2 separate regions of the Mus musculus genome follow, and region 1 is linked to region 2. Evidence: chromatin contacts called from public HiChIP or PLAC-seq data. All regions are on one chromosome and are shown on one strand. The core of a region is the stretch at or near the end of the contact, and the rest is flanking DNA. Distances in the headings are between cores, read along the strand shown.

Region 1 (3,981 bases), core at 628-3,127, 370 kb before region 2:
GGTGAGTTCATGTTTTCAAAGTCAGGTGGGTTCTGTTTCCACTTGAATTTTTATACCAATCAATAAAAGTATTAATGTTTCCCTCTTATAATGGGATCCCAAAAGCTGACAAAAGTCTACAAGAGAGCATGTGTATGCTGATAACCTTGTTACTAAAACAAATTTCCCTTCAGTCTAAATGATAGACTTTATTCTTCGTTGGGTAAAGAAGTTTAAGGTATGTTTGACTTGATAATAAATGGAGATTGCAGAATGTAAGTTTTTAAAAATATGTAATAAGAAAGCAGAGAGAGCACTGTTTAGGGAGCACTATTTGAAAGAAGGAATAGGACCAGCAGGAGAGGAGGATGAAGGGCCAAGTAAGATGTTATATATGCACGGAGAGGCTATAATGCATATGCTAAATGAGAGGAATTTTCTTTTAGGGGCTAATGATCAAACTCAGGGCCTTGAGCTTACAGGGCAAGTGCTCTACCACTAAGTCAATTCCTCAACTCCTTGTAAATATTTCTCTAACTTTTTGAGATCATAATATAATTACATTATTTCCCCATTTCCTTTTCTCTCTCCAAATCTTCCCAAATGCTTCTCCATGCTCTTTCCAATTCACAGCCTCTTTTTCTCACTAACTCACACACCTGCATTCATGTATATATGTAAATTCCTAAATACACAAATACACCATGCTTAGTCTGTGTAATGTTGTTTACACGTGTATGTTTTCAGGACTGAGCATTCCATAAAGTCTCACCAACAGGACTGTCTAAACACAAGCTGAACACATACGACAGTAATAATTATACTAAAATGGACCAGGTCAGGGGAAGTGAGGAGACGGCCCACAAGGCCTCAACCCTACACAAAGAACAAGCAACTTAGCCATGCAGACAACAGGAGAAATAGTCTTCCACAAGGAAGAACATACCAGTTGATTTTCTAATATCAACAGGGAAAGTTTTAAAGACTATAAGAAACAGTGTTACCAAAGTGTCTTAGTTAGGGTTTCTATTGCTGTGTTGAAAACACCCTGAACAAAAATCAAATTAGGGAGTAGCTACTTGTGTTCCAATGTTAATTGGGTCCCCCAAAACTGTTTGTATGAGCAGATCATACAGGTAGCTTTTAGGACCCTGTCTTCAGTTAATTTTGATTGGTAAATAAAGATGTCAGCAGCCAAGAGCTGGGGAGAAGAGACACAGGGGAGAAGAGACACAGGCAGGGTTTTTTTTTTAGATTTTCTGGGCTTGGGACATAGAGGAAGGAGTGGGAGGAGAGGCACCATGTGCTAAGAGTGTTGTGGCCAGAGAAGAGCCCTGATGTAAAGGGACCAAGAGAATGTGGTCCACAGGGCTGCCACTCAATAGGATCAAGAGCAGCCAAGATGGAACATAGAAGTTAGTTAACAGTAATTCAGAGTTATTGTCAGGAGGTAGATTCTACATGGAAGTTAGGCAGATGCCCAGCTATCTACAGTGCTGCTTAAGACACACATAGAAAGACTCTGTGTGTGTGTGTGTGTGTGTGTGTGTGCGCGTGCTTCCTGTTTCAAGCTGAGAGTGGTGTGTGTGTGTCTTTTATCAGGAAGCATAAGTCATTGAGATGGGTAACAAACCCACTCTGGGATTTACTAATATATTTTACTACATTTTATTTGGCTTATCCTTCCAGATCACAGTTCTTCATTGGAGGAAGTCGGGACAAGAATTAAACAGAACAGGACCGTGGAGTCAGGAGCTGATGCAGAGGCCATGGAGGGGTGCTGCTTACTGCCTTGCTGCTCGTGGCTTGCTCCGCAAGTCTGCTTATAGGACCCAGGATCACCAGCCCAGGGATGGGGCCACCCACCATGAGCTGAGCCCTCCCCACCTAATCGCTAATTGAGAAAATGTGTTACAGCTGGATCTCACAGAGGCATTTCCTCACCTCAGGCTTCTTCCTCTCTGAAGACTCCAGCTTCTGTCAGGTTGACACATAAGACCACCCGGCATACAAAGCTTATATTTTCATTAAATGTTTATACTAAATGGTGCCCTGTTTTGGTTTGTAGTTCTTTAATTATGAGTGACAGCGAATATTTTTATTAAAAAGTAACAGGGTGGACACTGATTTATCAAGTTTTGATATGTGTCAATAAAGAATATAAGTCTATAAATTCACTTTAGAATAATTTTCACAGTATCTACAAATTACATCCACTTAGTCAAGCTGGAGTTATAGAATTTCATTTCATTGTGTCTCTGACGTTCCAAAGACCATCATAAAACAGAAAAGTCAGTAATAGGCATATCCAGCTGGGCTTCTCATCTAGCTGGGATATCCCTATTCATTAGACCTTTAAATTATGAAGAAATATTTGCAAACCAGAGCTGGAGCCTTTCTGTTTTATAATTTAGGCAGAAAAAAGTGATAAATAATAAATTGCAGTCTTGAGATTCTGAATTCAGTGCCCAGAAAACCAAGTGCAATAGCAAACATTTATAATCCCAGGGCTGGACAGTAGGGAGGCAGATTTCTAGGGCTCCTGGCCAGGTAGCCTAACTGTCAAGCTCTGAACCAATGAGTGACCCTGTCTCAAAGCAAAGGGAAGGGCTCCTGGCAGATGACACTCAAGGTAGTTCTCTGGCCTGCAAATGCACACCCACGCATGTCCATGCACAGAGGAGCTTTATAAAAGTCATGGCAAGGAACAAATATCATTATACTTTGGATGTAATAACATAATAAAATCTTGGCCTATACTTACACCATACATCATTCCAAAGTGTTGTGTAAAATTTCAAAAATTTCCTTACAAAACTTAAGACTAATTTAACACCTTACTCTCCAGTATTCCTAAATAGATAAAAGTAATTACAAAATTATAGTTGATAATTTTTAGTAATATACTAATCTAAAATTAAGATTGTGTTTTACCTTATAAATTACTTGTCATCTGCTGTGATTAATTGATTAAATTATTATTAAAAATCACAATGGACCTCACAAAAATCCTATCTTACAAAGAAGAGGGCTTGGAAGCATAACAATTTTGGAAACTGCTAAACACGTTCAAATCCCTTGTTTTCACTGACGGTAGAGTACTGGGTGCCTGGTTTGGTTAAGTGTAGGTAGTTTCTGTGCAAGACTGATTTCCAGTCTGCTTTCTTCTTTAATCAAAATGGCTGATTATACTTCACTTCCATTTCTTACTGTCACTGTGTTCAGGGAAAGCCAGTTGAACAACCTCAAGTGATTGAAGACAAATGGCTGACGGAATAACTCAAATTCCCACCACCTAAGCTGTGTCCCATTCCTCCTGAGTACCACAGCTAGAGCTGCAGCTGCAGAACCTTCTGGAGCCCCACATCTGCATGCCCCACACAAAGGCTCTCGCCTTAGGAGAGCTTGCAGTCAGGGATTCAGACCTTCCGGTGTTCAGAAGCGAGACGTCTCTGGAAGCTGTTAAATTCCCCTACTCCACCCTCTGCACCCTGTGTATGTAATTTTTGCTGCTGTTATCCATGAAGATGTGTCTAGTGTGAACTAAGCTGACAAAGCTTGCTCCACTCTGATGTTGGACAGCTGGGGATGCAGAACACCCTACCCATTATTTGACTACAGGTTCCGCCCGTGCCCATCTCACTGCCCCCCTCCCCCAGCGTTTTATACTGTCATCATTCTGGCAGTCCTACTACACTCATGAGTTCCCACTGCCTGCCGCACAGTTTTTCCACTTGGGAGTGACAGCAACTACGAAATCTGGTCCGGGGAGCACTCTCTCATTTCCTAAGATTACCAAGAACATTTCACTGTTGCTTCTGTCACCGGGGATTTTTCTTACCTCGTGCTCGGCCTTTTCCTTAGTTTTGTAGGATTTCAATGCACCGGGCCCAAATGTTGTGCCTGCTTTCTGACAACTCTGAGTTTGAGACGGCTGCAGAACAGCGGGTCTTAGAACCTGTTCAGAAGATCTCATGGGGGGTCCTTGAGAGAGCATAATGA
Region 2 (4,138 bases), core at 1,106-3,605:
TTTCAGACATCAGGCTTTTATTTTTGCAGCTCTTTACTAGGAAAGTTACCTTATCCTTAGAAACATTAAAACAATATTACAATATCCTCTACTGAGATCTAGAAATTAGTATTTTGCCATTTTTGTGGTCTCCCACTCTCTCTCCCTCCTTCTCTCTCTCCCTTCTTCTCTCTCTCCCTCCCTCCTTCTCTCTCCCCCTCCATCTCACCCTCTCCATCTTCTCCTCCCTTCCCCCTCCCTCTTGTCTTCATATTACTGTCATGTTTCACTTACACCATTCAACATTCATCTTCTAAGAATAAGTATATTCTTCTATGTACCCACAGTAATAGTATCTCAAAAGTACTTCCAGAGTACTGGTCTACCTTCAGACTTCCCCCTAACATCCCCTCCCTCATGTCCTTTACAGTTTTCTTGTTCCTCAGATAGAGATCGAATCTTGATTTTATACCCTAAAGTATGTTTTGTGATCTCTTTTAATCTCTGTCACTCATCCCACATTTTCTTGATACTTACTTAGAAATGGCTTCTATCCTGTATGCATGTACACCATTAAGAAGGGTACTAGCTGTAGTAAACATTAGCATTCAGTGCTGAGGTTAGGTTACCATGCCCAGGGATCGTGGGCTATCTGGAGGCTGGAGAACAGTGCCTTGGGACAGCATAACCTATGCTCACACGCACCTTGATATATTGGCTGAAGAGGCCTGAGTTCAGACAAAGATTCAGCTTCATGTGAGCTAATAATGAAAATGGTACCAGTGGCCTAAACAAGACCTAAACAAGGTACAAATACACTCTCTTTAAAGTTTGATCCGTAAAGTCATCAAGGCTGCTTGGTATTCTACAATGTCAGGGACAAAGGCTGCAGTTGCAAAGTTTCTAGGTATCCCCTTCACCCAAATGATCTACAGTGGCTTTTCAAAACTGTCAAATTTTTGCTAATGAGGAGAGGGGAAGTCAAAGGTTGGCCAGTTACTTCCATCTGTGTTTTACGAGCTAGAACTTAGTCTGTGCCCCTAAGGAGTCTGGGAAGTGTAGTTCCCATTCCAGGTGGCCATACCAACTAGCCATTCCAGTGCTGTAGCATGGTAGGACTTGGTGGAATCATAAGTGTTTTACCCACGGTCTCACTGTTTTATTCATATTGCTGGAGTCTTGCCAATGCTTTATTATTCCTGAAGAGACATTTTCACACTCTCACATCACCCTATCAAATAAGTCTTAGACACTTAACATACATTCGAACTGGGGACATACTAATCACACACACACACACACACACACACACACACACAGGATTATAACACTACAGGATTTTGTTCATAAATCATTCTGCATTTGAATTAATAAACTTAATTTTGTGGCCACATCAATCATAGAAATTCAGTCTCTTGAATGAGGCAATTATTAGAAATAAGTTGTCGCTGTAACTCTACGGGCCTTTAAAGCTCAAGTTCACCTCTCAGTTCCATTTTGATGCTGGGGTAAATCCAGCGCCCCACAAGCGTTAGACAAATGCTCTACCACAGAGTCACATCCCCGCTTCTGGTGCTGGTTATACCTTACAAAATGACTTTAAGGAAATAGAAAAGAATGTAGCCACCAGTTTCTTCACTTAAAAAATGGTCACAAAGTAAAGCCCACTTCACTGTGGGCCACCACACCATTGTGACAATCAAATGAGGCAAAGCATGCTTGGCATATTAGCTGACACATAATAAAAAGTGCATGATCAATTTTAATTAGTCTGACCATTAAGTCAGCGAATTGTTTGTTTATTTATGTATTTATTTATTCCCATTCTTCTAAGGCAGGTCCTCCTCTCGAGCATGGGAACACGAGTCTTGCGAGGTACTCTCCACTAGGAGACATTTATAAACTTTTCGGTTTTGGTCCTCTGTCAACAGCATCACAGCCACGGCCGCAAGCATCGGGGCAGCCGGGATTCCTCAGGCCGGTCTGGTCACCATGGTCATCGTGCTGACATCTGTGGGCCTGCCCACAGATGACATCACACTCATCATTGCAGTGGACTGGTTTCTGTGAGTATTTGGGGGGCTGTGTGTTGATACACAGATTCCTACCTGCAAGCCCATCTCCCTCCAGGATCCCCACAGTTCTAGAATGGTATCAGCCTAGTGGGCTTGCAGAAGACACACTGGCTTGTAATGGAATCATCTTCATCATCAGACCCCCAGTCCTTGCCTAGAGTCCCATCCTAACATGTCAGGCAAACTCCCTCCTCCCTCAGCCGGCGGGCGGGGCACATCTGGCTGCTCTCCCTCCCACTCCATAAAGCCACTCACTCCTCCCACTGTCTGCAAAGCTGACATAAGTCAGCCAGACTCTCTCTGGGTTGCACAACGCATCCTCTCAGCAGCTGGAGCTGCAGACCCCACGTGCCAGCTCAGGCCTTCCCCCCATTACAGTGAGACAATGCAGGACAGATGTTTATGTCTGAGACCCATGAAGTGAAGGATAGCTGTGCAGACAGTGGGAAGCAAGGCTCTCATTATCAAGTGAAATTGCTTTGGGGTTCTGAGGAAAATCCCAAGAAATGTACCCTACGCGTCCTCAGACCCCACCTCGTAGGGCCCATCGTCAAGCCTTCGTTCCTCACCCATCCAGGGACATTGTCTGTCCCTTGTCTCTCATAAATACCCTTCTACTGGGAAGGAATTGTTTAAGGGATGCTCAAAGAGGGACCCCAGGAGGACACAGTGGATACCAGAGTCCATGTGTAATGATGTCACTACACCTAGGAAGAGTCTAGGGAACAGAGCTCATCCAGGTCACTTGGACAGTAGTCAGCCTACCTAAGCGACGCCCATTGTTCTCTGCCTTCTGCTGACACTATAGGGATTAAATTCAATGACAGGTAAGAACTTAGCCTATGGTCTAGCCCCGGGCATCAATTGACAGAAACCCTTTGGGGCTGAGGATGTAGCTCAGTTGCTAGAGTGCTTGCCTAGTGTTCGTGAGGCGCTGGGTTCCTTCCCAGCACCACATCAACTGAGAGGGGAGGGAGGAGGGAGGGTTGTTCAATCCTGTAATCTCAGCGCCTGGGAAGTAGAGTTCAAGGCTAGCCTCAGCCACATAATGAGTTCAAAGGCAGCCTGGGCCAAATGAAAACTTGTCTCAACAAAACCAAAAAGTACTTTGGTAAAATACAAGCTTCTACTCTCAAGGTTTTTTGTTTGTTTTGTTTTGTTTTGTTTTGTTTTGTTTTGTTTTGTTTTGTTTTGTTTTGTTTTGTTTTGTTGTTTTGGTGTGTAGTCCTGGCTATCCTTGAACTCAACTCTGTAGACCAGGTTGGCTTCTAATTCACAGAGATCCACCTGCCTCTACCTTCCTAGTGCTGGGATTAAAGGTGTGCACCACAATGCCTGACATTTCCTTTTCTTATATTTTTAAGTTAGAATAATGATTCATTATATGTTGACATGATAACAATTTTTGTGAAAAATAATCACTTTTAAACAAAATGTTTACTGAAAGAATGTTGCTGGATTACATTTTGTGAGTCTCCAAAATGTCTTGGTTAACATCAGACAGCTACAACTGCCCCAGCTCCTCCTGTATCCAGTGTTCTATGATGTAATACAGCATGAAGTCTACGCAATACTGAGGAATTCCTGAGAAAATAAAGAGTACTTTAAGAGAGGGGCTGGAGAGATGGCTCAGCAGTTAAGAGCACTTCCAGAGGTCCTGAGTTCAATTCTCAGCAACCACGTGGTGGCTCACAACCATCTGTAATTGGATCTGAAGCCCTCTTCTGGTGTGTCAGAAATAGCATGCTCATATACATACATAAATAAATCCTTTTTTTAAAAAGAGTAAAAGGAACAAATGAGCCCATAGTATTAGTATAAAAATAGTTTTTATCCCAGCACGCTTCTCCAAGGAGACTCTGTCCCATGCTTTGAGAACTGTTAGTACAATGGAAGGTGAATGAAAGAAAGAGAAAATGTTAAATAAACTCAGGAAAGAGGACTGGGGAAATGACTCATTTGGTATGGTTGCATGATGTGTGCATGAGGGCTTGAGTTCCAGCCTCGGAACAGTGCCCATGTAAAAAGAGCAGAGCACAATGTCACACACCTATAAATCTCCAACATTGGCACTGGAAAGGCAG

The links. HiChIP or PLAC-seq counts read pairs in DNA pulled down with a chosen protein or histone mark.
Region 1: an H3K4me3 HiChIP or PLAC-seq map of craniofacial prominence shows a contact between it and region 2, with 6 times the contacts expected there. The contact joins two enhancer-like sites. A contact is called at or near these places in 3 of 15 datasets of contacts at CTCF or cohesin (embryonic stem cells, pro-B cells and stem cell-derived epiblast-like cells), 1 of 484 Hi-C or Micro-C datasets (nephron progenitors), 12 of 115 datasets of contacts at active chromatin or transcription factors (acute myeloid leukemia, bone marrow-derived macrophages, craniofacial prominence and 8 more) and 3 of 9 other capture datasets (adipose tissue, liver and pancreatic islet).

The regions. Positions count from the first base shown.
Region 1 is chr15:9,007,252-9,011,232 of GRCm38.p6, reverse strand. Ranbp3l (RAN binding protein 3-like) reads right to left here. Exons shown (of 14, transcript NM_198024.2): 6 at 3,821-3,967. Among named protein-coding and RNA genes, the nearest start is that of Ranbp3l, 41 kb to the right of the region's middle. Within about 2 kb of position 1,877, at least 3 of the 459 cell types and tissues checked have an H3K27ac peak or open chromatin away from gene starts, as enhancers often do. A contact at or near this core is called in craniofacial prominence, where this site is marked.
Region 2 is chr15:8,636,963-8,641,100 of GRCm38.p6, reverse strand. It overlaps Slc1a3 (solute carrier family 1 (glial high affinity glutamate transporter), member 3), which reads left to right. Exons shown (of 10, transcript NM_148938.3): 9 at 1,911-2,045. Among named protein-coding and RNA genes, the nearest start is that of Gm46508, 56 kb to the right of the region's middle. Within about 2 kb of position 2,355, at least 10 of the 459 cell types and tissues checked have an H3K27ac peak or open chromatin away from gene starts, as enhancers often do. A contact at or near this core is called in craniofacial prominence, where this site is marked.